Regions from separate parts of the Oryctolagus cuniculus genome. Here all the other regions are linked to region 1. Evidence: chromatin contacts called from public Micro-C data. All regions are on one chromosome and are shown on one strand. Each heading gives the region's core, a stretch centred on a gene start, on an enhancer-like site or on the middle of the called end of the contact. The rest is flanking DNA. Distances are from core to core; before and after follow the strand shown.

Region 1 (3,463 bases), core at 483-2,982:
GGGCTTCGACACCTCGTTGATGATCTTGGTGGCGGCGTCCTCCGTAGCCCCGATGTAGTAGCACTGCAGCAAGAAAGGACAACAGCTGAGCCATCTCCTCCGAAACACGCTGCCGTCCACAGGTCCTCGCTGCCAGGGCCTCACTTTTTGGTGTCCTGCCTGTACTGGCGGTCAGCTTCAGTCCTTGCAAGCCCTGGTCTCTATGCACGTGCTTGGTCCTAGAGCTGCCATTCACCGATGAACTTAAGAGTTGCCAGGGTTCAAACCTTTAACAGAATGATAGACAAACCAGAGACTTCCAGAGCAACTAACGCTACAAAAGCCCTGCCCTAGGGCTACCTGTCCTCCACGGGGCTCTGGCTGCTCTGGGAGCACCTCACACACTCTGGCTCCCGGGGGCTCACCGGGCTGCTCCCTCAGCCTGCGGTGCCCTTACCTCACCTCAGTGACGCCGCCTCCTCAGAGATCTCTCTGGACCCTTCTGTCTAAGTCCATACCCACCCTCTCCACCAAACACTCTGATCTGTTATCCGACGCCCCACCCACTGTGGTGTTTCTCCCTATACGCCCAGTGCCCAGCACATAGTAAGTGCTTAACAAATCCTAACAGGGCTAGGACATATCACAAGAACAGGTGCTGACCGGTGAGGCGGAGAGGCCAGGCCATGCCTCTGAGCTAGAAGCTGCCTGACAGCTCAGGGGGAACCCGAGCCGGGCCGGCGGGGCGCCAGCTACTCACCAGCCGATTCTCCTTGCCTCTTGCCTCGCGGCAGAACTTCACAAGCTCTTTTTCAATAGTGGCTGGGGAGAAGGTGACATCTCTGTCTTTGAGGTCCTGGTAGAACCTTCCCAGGTAGGAGATACACACTGAAAAAGACAAGTTGGGGAGAGGATGTCAGCCATCACCCAGCTGTCCCCGATCCACTACAATCATGGGAGGTTTCTCCTTCCCTGGCTTTTCTCAGGTGTCCACGCGAGGACAGAAGCCAGCTCCAGGTTGCTCGGGTACCCTGGTACGCCCAGGGCTGACGGGGCACGAGCTTATCACCCTAACGACCACAGAAGCTCCTCCCGACATCTTTCCTTCAGTCCAAAGTGCACAAGTGTCCTTGAGACAGGACTCACTGTGACCTCATAAATGGATCCACGGACGGCGGGAGAGAAACGATCACGGTGGAAACGGCCATTCCCAATGCAACACTGAACCCCGACTCGCGGCCCTCGCACCGCTCCCGGGAGCTTCCGGACAGCGATGAGAAGGGACAAAAACTCCGGCGTGATGTGGCTTTCAGGCCAGGTTCTCGGCACGCTCTACTCTCAATGCTCCCTCAGCGGGCCAGTGTTTTCTAGGCCGGCGTCTGCGGCCCTTCCTCAGGCGGACCCCGCCGGGCCCCGTGGCCGCCGCCCCCGCCCGTCCTGGCCCTGGCCGCTGGGTGGTTTGGCGGTGTCCAGCGCCGCTACCAGGCCAGCGGCGGAGCGCGGCCCCCGCACCTTCGCAGTCTCCCGGCCGCAGCGCCCGGTTGCCCGGCAGCACGCTCAGGGCCAGCGCCACCGCCAGCCCGTGAGTGGCCCACATCCTCCTCTACCGCCGCCGCCGCCGCCGCCGCCGACCGACTGAACCGCACCCGCGCCGCCGCGCCGCCTCCAAGTCCCGGCCGCGCGCCGTAGCTCCCCATTGGCGGGCGGCCCCGGCGCCCTCCCATACGCCGCGTTCCCATTGGTCCACGTGCCACGGAGCCCAGACGGGCGGCTCCACGCTACCCTTCCCCATTGGTTGGTGGCACTTTAGCCCTAGACAGTTGTCGGCCGCTGATTGAACCCGGGCCGCCCGCAGGAAGCGCTGCGGCTGCGACGGAAGTTGCATGCGCCTCCATCTTGGGTAGGGGCAATCGCCTTGGCGGAAGCCGGTTGCCGCGGGATCCAGTGTGGTCCGGATTCCTTGAATCCGCTGGGTTGTCTCGCATTTCCCTTGCCCTAGGGTCCACGCCTTCCCCAAAATACCTGCGGCTCTCTCCGTCCAGGGATCCGACTCGCGGCGCAGGTTAAGAGTCCTGGGGTCAGCAGAGACCCTACAGGGCAGGCGGGGAAACGGGGGAGGCGGCAGGCTAGGCTTGGAAGAGTTTTCTTTTCCTTTTTTTTTACAACAATCACGTGGGCGGGAGACCCAGCCTTTGGAAGAGTAGGCTGAGGCTCAGGTGCTTGCGTGCCTGCCCCGGCTGACCCGAGTGCGCCCTTCCCGGACCTGCGGAGTGGACAGACTGTCGCGCTGCAGAGCCAAGGCCGGCCCAGCCGGGCTGCCCTCGGGACCGCTGAGGTCGGGGGCTTGGCTATCACCCTCGCAAGCCCCGGAAGTGTGCTCTAGGTGGCTGGCTCTCCGCCTCCTGCTTCCCACCTAAGCTCCAGGGCCCTCCTGCGTGGGTCCCGTGGTCAGCGGACAAGCATTGGCGGATGTTTCATCCGGGACTGCCTGCCGAGGCAGACCACGGGAAGGGCTGGCTCAGTGCGGCAGGGACCTGTCCGTGGTGACTAAAAAGGGCTTGGAGCCCGGCGGCAGGGGCTGAGAGAGACCTGCGCTGCTCCCGTTCAGTGAATTCAGTGGATCGGTATCAGGTATTCATCTTTAATTCACATCACAGCAGTCAGGGCAGGGAGGGGGAGAAATCAAGTGGCAGATATTTACATCTAAAATTCACATTACTTACTTGCTGGGTTTATAACATGCTACCACAATATATACAGTAAAATACCTTTTGGGACACTGGTACAAATTTTTTCCTTTTAACTTTGCTTTTCTGGTACAGGTAGGATCATTTGTAAGTCACTTTTTCTTTAAACATGAGTACATAAAAGAAATGGTTAGAAGTCTTCTTGTTTTAAATAAGCACAGAATGCCAGAGATTAAAAACACATTTATAGGGCTGAATACCAATTGGACATCACACTCTATACATTTTTTGCTCAAATTCCTGTACAAATACACAGCATTCAAATAGGTATTTACAAATAAGCTTTAAAGAATGAGAACCAGTGTTTCACAATCTTAAAGGATTCGCATTTCTGGCCTCACTTCCCCTCAGCCTGGCAGGTCCTCCCAGCGGGAGGAGTTCGGAATGTGTCCATGTCATCCAGTTAGGGAAAATGGAGAGGGGAAACACAGACCTGTCTAACTTTACATAAAGCGAAGCCAATGAACCCACACCCCCCTTCTACCTTCAGTGCCAAAAAGTGGAGAAGACAGATGACTGAGGTGATGCCTGCCTTACCCAGGGTTGGAGGTTCGGAAGGGCCTTAGAATCACAGATGCTCTCTTACCTAAGAATCCAGCCCGGGGCTGGCCCCCGACTCTTTAACACTTGTCAACACTTGGTGGTCCGGAGACTGAAGCTTGCAAGTGATTCTTGGCTAGACTCAGGCCTGCCCTTCAAACGAGGGGCTGCCACAACTGACCTACACCCTCGGCAGC
Region 2 (3,463 bases), core at 282-2,781, 600 kb after region 1:
CTGGCAAGGCCACATTCCCACTGCCTTGAGACCCCTGCCAAGGCTGGGCCCCCCTCTTGCCACTTCGTTGCCCCAACACCTCCCTAACCCTTGGATATGATCCTCCTCCCTTACCATGAATTTGGCAGGGGCTGGGGGGGGGGGCTGGGCCTCTGCTCCCCATGCAGAGCCCTCAGGTCTGACCCATGGATGCTCACCTCTGCAATCGGTGGCTACACAGCTCCTGGATGCGCTGTAGTTGCCAAGGGGTCAGGGGCTGGGTCCAAAGAACCGGCTTCAGGCTCTGAAACTATCCCCGTAGAGAAGGTGAGCTGCTGGCTCCCATGGTCCAGAGGCCACAACCCAGGTTCCGAATGCAGACAATGCCTACGGGCCCCGCTCTGGTCACCTTGGCCGTTCCTGAACCCCTGGTGCCTGGCACACACACACTGGACTCATTTGTTGAATAAATATCTGACATTCCTTCAGAAAATGCCACCCGTCTCAGCTAAGCACATAGTGAAGCCCTCCTACCAACAGTGCACTTAACTGTTTTGGCTCCAAGGACGTGAGCCACGATGTACTCGCTGGATTCCCGGGCCTCAGGGATGCCTCTCTTCTCAAATACCTCCGTCCAGTGGCTGACCTGCCCTGTGGCACTCAACAGCCCAGCTAAGGCCGGATGGGGTTGCCGTGAGCTGCAAGTCCTGCCCCGGGAGCCTCCCGTCCTGCCTTGGCAGGACAGCAGGGGCCTCAGCACTCGGCCCCAAAGTTTCACGTCCCAGGAAAGGGCTTTCCTGAGTGCCCCCATGTTCTGAAACCCCCTGGTGCTAGAAGCTGCTGAGGTAAGTACTGAGAGTGACCCCTGGCCCCGGCGGGGTGGATGGAGCAGTCACAGGCTCTGGCTCTCCAGAATGGCTTGTTCCTCAGCCACGGCTGCCACCTGGAGGGATGAAGGGGAGAAGCGGGTGAGCACTTGGGCCGTGTGGGACAAGCACGCTTCTGCTCTGTCACCTCTTGACTCCTTACAGATCCTCACCCATCTGCTTGATTCTTCTTGTCTTGGCCAGTTCTGTTTTCTCCAAGTTTTTAGTTGAAGAGGACTGAACCTTAGTTCAATACCTGCTGAAAAAGAGGCTGGTGGTGGGTCAGGGCATGGGTTTGGAGGTAGGATAGATCTGCATGTGACCCAGTGTAAGTGACCTTGACCTGGGGCAAACCATTATTGCTGTATTTGTTTCCTCATTCGTGAAACAGAAATAGCACCGATGCCATGTTGCAAAGTAGGAATATCAGGGGCCGGGAAACCAGCTCCGCACATAGCAGGGACTCAACATTGCTAATTTAACTAATGTTACAAAAGACAGGAGGCTCTCCTTTCTGGGGAGCTTTGCTTCAGACATTTGCATGAACTGCCACTGTTTGGATGCTGGAAATTTCCCTTTAACTTAACCTAATATCGGCATAAACTGCCAGCTAAAAAAGTTGAGAATGTTATAATCCAAGTGTCACAAGTAAGTTTAACTGAAGGTTGAAAATCAGTGGTCCCTGTTACTTCCAGAGAGACTAGGGTCCAAACCAGCATTTACCCAGCAGCACCTGCCAAACGCCAACATCCTCAGAGGCAGCAAGGCTCAAGAGGGGAAGCGACTTGCCTGCGGACACCCCGCCAGAAACCTTCCCAGGTAGGACACGAACTCGGGTGCGCCTGACTCCAGACGCGGAGCTGTACACCCCGGCGCCACCGCACCGTCACTGACTCAGAGGACGCCCCCTCCCCCGCTCTGAGGCTGCTTCCCCATCAGTACTGTGGAGGACGAAGCCAGACAGGTCTCAAGGGTGTTGCAGTCTAGGAGCCCTCATCCCAATCCCTAACTCTAATGCATACCTGTCAAAGGGGTTGCCCCACCCACCCACCGGGAGAACCGGCCCTGGAGATCCGGCCCGGAGATAAGCGCCCGGATGTGCGTAGTCTTCAGGGCGCTCCCTCATAAGCCCCGCTTCCGGGCTGGGAAGCTGAGAAAGGGCTCGGGCAGACCCGTTTTCCCTGCTCCAGGGTTCCTACTGCTGCTGAGTTGTTCCCCCCACCCACCCCGAGACCCCAGCGGAGGGTGGGAAGGCTGTGAACTCCACGCCCACCATACCCGTAAACCCATAAGCCGAAAAGTACAGGGATGGGGGAAGTGTGTTGGCGGAACCCCATAGCTGGCCGGAACGGGGGCGTGTCACCGACGGACCGGCGATCCGGGGCCTGGACGCGACGTCGGGGGCGTGGCCTAGCGTAGCCGGTGCGACAGAACGAGCCGTGCGCCGGGTTCCCGAGTTGGGGGCGGGTTTTAACCCGCTCACTTCCGATCAGGATTTGGAGCAGGGAACTGGAAACCGAATGCCGAAGACGTGAGTTCGAATCCTAAAAGTTGGAGACTCGTCGCCAGGCCTTGTCCAGGTACCTAGTCCTCTCGGGGCCTCAGTTGCTGCTCTTATAAAATTCATGGCAGCGTCCCACAAAGCGTGGCTTGTCACCGCCAAGCACCAGAATCTACCATTAACTAGAACACTGTTTACTACTATTAAACACGTGGCTCGCCGTGTTATGTCCCGGACCAGGGGAGCCTCGGAGAGCCGCGTCTCTACCTGGCAACCCCGTAATCCCCATAAGCGCCTTTGAAAACCTGCGGATTAAAGGCTCTCTGAGGACTTCGCCGTTGAGATGACCACGCCAAGGACGTTAGCGATCGTGAAGGGTTGGTTGTATGTCGGCCTGCCTGGGTCGGGGTGCCCAGTGATGACACCAGCCAGATAACAATACCATCCCGTGCCTAACCTCTCTGGACTGAAGACTCCCCACTTCTAGCCAAGGGGCCCCCACACCAGACCCGCCACCACGGTAGGAAGCAGAGGCCAGGGAGCTTGCCCAAGGTTACAAAGTCAGCAGAGGGCCGGGCCAGAGTTCAGCCTAGGCTGAAAGACTCTCACGCGTTAGCCTGTGTTTTGGGAGCGCGAGTCTGCGCGGCGCAGGGCTGGTCTCGAGTCCTGGACCGAGAAGGGCCTGGCCCCCCACAGCCCCTCGCCCGACCTTGGCGCGTGCCACAGGGCGGAAAGGTGGTCTCGGGGAACCAAGACCTAGCTCCAAAATCCAGGCTCCCTGCTCCCGGCTCCTGCTGGGGGCGGGGCCGGAGCCGAGCGACAGGCTAGCGGGCCAATACCGGGCGGGCTCTAGAGCTGGTAGCCAATCGAGGCCTGGGGGCGCGGAGCGGCCGGGAGGTGAGGTGCTGGAGCTTCGGGGCTCCCCCGAGGCTGCTCGGCGCGGCCTCGCCCCCGCCGGACGCTCAGGCCCTGCCCACTCTGGCCCTGCCCACCGCAGTCCAGGCTGGAAAAGCCGGCGCTACCCGCTGCAGCTGCGGCTACGGCCGCTGCGCGGTACCTGCCCCGGCCCGCGGCTCGGAGTGTGCCGCGAGCGCTGACCTCAGGTCGTACCTGCAGC
Region 3 (3,463 bases), core at 284-2,783, 560 kb after region 1:
GGGGCTGGGCGCGGCGGGGCGGGAGTCCCCGGGCGAGCCCCGCCCCGGAGCCGGGACAAAAGCGAGGGCGTGGCTTCCCGTGGAGGGCGGCCACCTCCTCGGGACGTCCAGGAAGAACTTCGCACGTGCGCTTCCAGCTGTGCTGGCCGCCGCGGCTGCCCGAGACCCAGGAAGGGCCGGTGCCGGACGTCTCGTTTCTCTCTCGGGCCGGTGCTTCCTCTGCACACCGCCAGGCGGCCTCCAGCAGGGCCCGGCCGCTTCCGCCCTCCTTGGCGGGCAGGCGGCTGGCGCGCCCAGCTCCCCAGGCTCCACCAAGCGCCGGCGAAGTGGCGGGCAGCGCCTGGTTGTTTCGTTCGTCCTAGGTGCCCCCCCCCCCGCTCTGGCGACCCTCCCCTTCCGTACCCTTGGCTCCTGGCCCACCTCGGTCGATGGCCTTTGGGGACAGTAAATCCTGGTTTACCATCTGCTCAGACCCACAGCCTTTCACCCCTGCTCGCCGCCCCCTCCTCCGTGAGAGATTTCTCTGCTAGCCCTGCAGCGTTCCGATCCCGGCTTAAACTACCTGGCCTGTTGTGAGCAGGTGTTCTCAACACAGACCAACGCTCATTTTACAAAGGAAACTAAAGCCCCCGGAGGAAAAATATCTTGTCTAGAGCCCCAGGGAGCCTGGCTGTGGTTGTCTCTTGGTACAGGACCTCCCACCCCAATCCCCAAACTGGACGAGAACCCGAGGGAGGAGACGCGCTCGGCACAGGGTCTTTGCGCGGGCCTCTGCCGCCATCTACAGGCCATTCTCAGGACTGCACGCACTGCAACTTCTACCCAAAGGTGTCTGTCTCCTGTCCTCGACCAGCTTTAGAATTGCGAATCCACGGGCGCCTTCCTCCCTGCCCTCCGCCCAACACACACGCTGACACACTCTGACCGGGCTGTGAGTGGGAACCTGGTGCCCTTCTGCCTAGGTAACCGCCTCCCCTGTGCCTGATGACCCCTCTGAGTGTGGGGATGAGCAAGTGAGTGAAGAGCAGCCGCTGCTGGTGGGTAGCCACGGTGTGCAGGGTTGATGGCCCTGCCGGTCCCCGCAGGCAACCTCCAAGCCAGCAGCGTTCTGTGAAGCCAGGGACCCTAGGCAGTAGCCTCAGCTGACCACACTGAACCCTGCTTGCAGACCAGAGGCTCTGCTGAGACCCTCCGTGAATCCACTGAGACCAGAGCAGGGAGGACAGACCTGAAATCAGCAGCTTTCCTGACAGTGCCCCCATTCCAAACCCCAAGTACAACGTCGGGGCCAGGCTCTTACCCTCAAACCATGGGCTCCCCGCCTGATCCCTGCCTCCACACACACATCTACACATGCAGGCATGCACACATATGCTCACACGTGGACACAACACACCCACGCACACATGCATACACTCTCACTTGCATTTATGCCTAGCTGTCCCCAGCATTAGTGTCCCTTTGCCCTGCCTGAGAATCAGATCTAGATTCCACGGCTCTGGGGGAAACCCTGTGACCCAAACATTCATACTGCTGGGGGGCTGGAGAAGGCTCTGCCCTTTGGAGACAGCTGGCTGGAGTCCAGCGAACGTGAGGCTAGAGTCCCACAGGTGATGAGCTCGGGAGCTGAGGGTGGAGGCTGTTTCCCTCTCTCAGCCAAGAACATCTCAGAGCACGCTCAGAGATGTCTTCTTTCTTTAAAGCAGAATTAGATTACAACTGCTCTTGAGACTGTATAATTGTATTGCTAAGCTAGTCTCTTTTTTATTAAAATGTGTAATCACATAAGTAAAACTTGCTGGGCGTGATCAACTCAAACTGCACAGAAATGTAAAAAGTAAACAGTGCCGACAGATGCCCCTCTGCGCACAGTCCTCACGGGGGTCCATCACAGATGGCTGTTTTGCAGCATCCACCTGCATCACTGACACTCAGATGTGGCGTCCCCTCCATGCTCACGTCCCAGCAACCCCTGCCACACCCACCTTCCCAATGGTGGAAGAGTCTGTCCGTGGACAACTGGGCCTGGGCAAAGGAGGGGTCGTGGTGGCAGATCCCACCACCGGGCCTCCACGATGACTGTGTGTCCATGGGGACGAAGAGCAAGGTGTTTGGAAGAGCTTGTAGTGACAAAGGAGTCCAGAAAGTGAGCCCCAGAATGAGGGGCTGAATCCCCCCATGCATCCACGTGGACTGCCCTTCAGAGAAGGCGGGCTGCACTGGCAGGAGGACAGAGACCAGATGCGGAAGGCATTGCTGTGCAGAGGGGTCCTCCTGGAAGAGACCGTCTGTGGAGGTTCCGCTGCTGAGGCCACCAGAGGGAGTGCCACAGGGTGGCAGTGCAGGCCCAGCAGTCAGAGTGGGAGCTCCCGGGGCACAGGTGGGGCAGAAGAGGTGACAAGGATCCAGTAGGAGAGGCGCACAGGACCGGCGGGCGGGCAGCTAAGGCAGAAGAGGAGCACGCTGTTCCTAGCAGGCAGGTGTCAAAGTCACAAAACATGGATGGAGGCCAAAGCCCCTGGCACCCTTTGGTTTACCCTCGGCCCCCTGGAGAGGATGTTTTCAAGGGGACACCTTTGGTGCTCCAACACTGACTGGTCACGCCCAGGGAAGCTTCATGGAAGACCCCAAAGCTGACACCTAAAGGATACCTGGGAGCAGGGACGTCACGGACACCTGGAGAGGAAGTCTGGGGTGGGGGGGGTCGCTTAATGCCACCCCACTACTCAGTAGCCGTGAGATCCAGGGTACACTGTACTCTCTCTGAGCCTCAGTTCCCTTGCTTGTACCTGCGACAATGAAGTGAGACTGGCATGGAAAGTGTGTTCAGTGAAGCGGTCACAGAGAGGGGACGGTGGAGTCCCAGGGTGGAGCTGGGGATCTGGCCCACAAAGACCCAGGTTCAAACCCACGGCTCTGCTGCACAGCAAGTGTGGAGTGCCTTTGACTTCATAGTCGTAGGGCAGCGGACCGTTCCCACTGCAGAGGGAGGGCCCCACTCCGGGGGTGAGGCATCCATCCCACCGCACCCTTGGCTTCCCATCAGCAAAATCACAGAGAACTAGGTCCCCTAGAGTAACTTCTCATCTTCATCATTTTTTTTCCCGTTTCACAGGGTTTTGTGGTAAGGTCCCATTTGTCCTGTGCCCCAGCCTGGACAGGACAAGCTGAGCCCTGTCTGCCCGGGGAAAGCCCGGACACTGCCACTCAGGCCTCTAACTACTGCCCGGGGCTGTCATCCCTGCCCTGCACATCACAGCTCACCTCCTTCCAAGGAGACCTGAGGGCACACACTGGGCACGGGGCCAGGGAGCCAACCTAGCCCACTCCAAGTCCCATCCCTTCCCAGTCCTGGTTCTAGAGGTTGGGGGAGGCCTGCACAGACCCCACAGTGCCTTAGAGTACTCCCCAGTAAACTAAAAATGCAGGAGGGGGTCAGGGTGTGAGCTAGGGTCAAGCTCTG

The links. Hi-C and Micro-C count contacts between places; a contact is called where the count stands out from the background.
Region 2: a Micro-C map of ear pinna shows a contact between it and region 1, with 2.5 times the contacts expected there. The contact joins the promoter of C10H3orf18 here to the promoter of MANF in region 1. A contact is called at or near these places in 2 of 6 Hi-C or Micro-C datasets (ear pinna and an unstated tissue).
Region 3: a contact with region 1 is called in a Micro-C map of ear pinna, with 6 times the contacts expected there. The contact joins the promoter of CISH here to the promoter of MANF in region 1. A contact is called at or near these places in 4 of 6 Hi-C or Micro-C datasets (ear pinna, psoas muscle, skin fibroblasts and 1 more).

Annotation. Positions count from the first base shown.
Region 1 is chr10:98,165,152-98,168,614 of mOryCun1.1, forward strand. It overlaps MANF (mesencephalic astrocyte derived neurotrophic factor), which reads right to left and starts at 1,733. Exons shown (of 5, transcript XM_051852398.2): 1 at 1,681-1,733; 2 at 1,492-1,679; 3 at 740-867; 4 at 1-63. The coding sequence starts at 1,718. DOCK3 (dedicator of cytokinesis 3) reads right to left here. Exons shown (of 54, transcript XM_051852375.2): 54 at 2,607-3,463.
Region 2 is chr10:98,766,399-98,769,861 of mOryCun1.1, forward strand. C10H3orf18 (chromosome 10 C3orf18 homolog) reads left to right here and starts at 1,532. Exons shown (of 5, transcript XM_051852410.2): 1 at 1,532-1,664. It overlaps HEMK1 (HemK methyltransferase family member 1), which reads right to left and starts at 1,981. Exons shown (of 15, transcript XR_011379519.1): 1 at 1,868-1,981; 2 at 530-922; 3 at 198-289.
Region 3 is chr10:98,725,920-98,729,382 of mOryCun1.1, forward strand. CISH (cytokine inducible SH2 containing protein) reads left to right here and starts at 1,534. Exons shown (of 3, transcript XM_002713219.5): 1 at 1,534-3,463.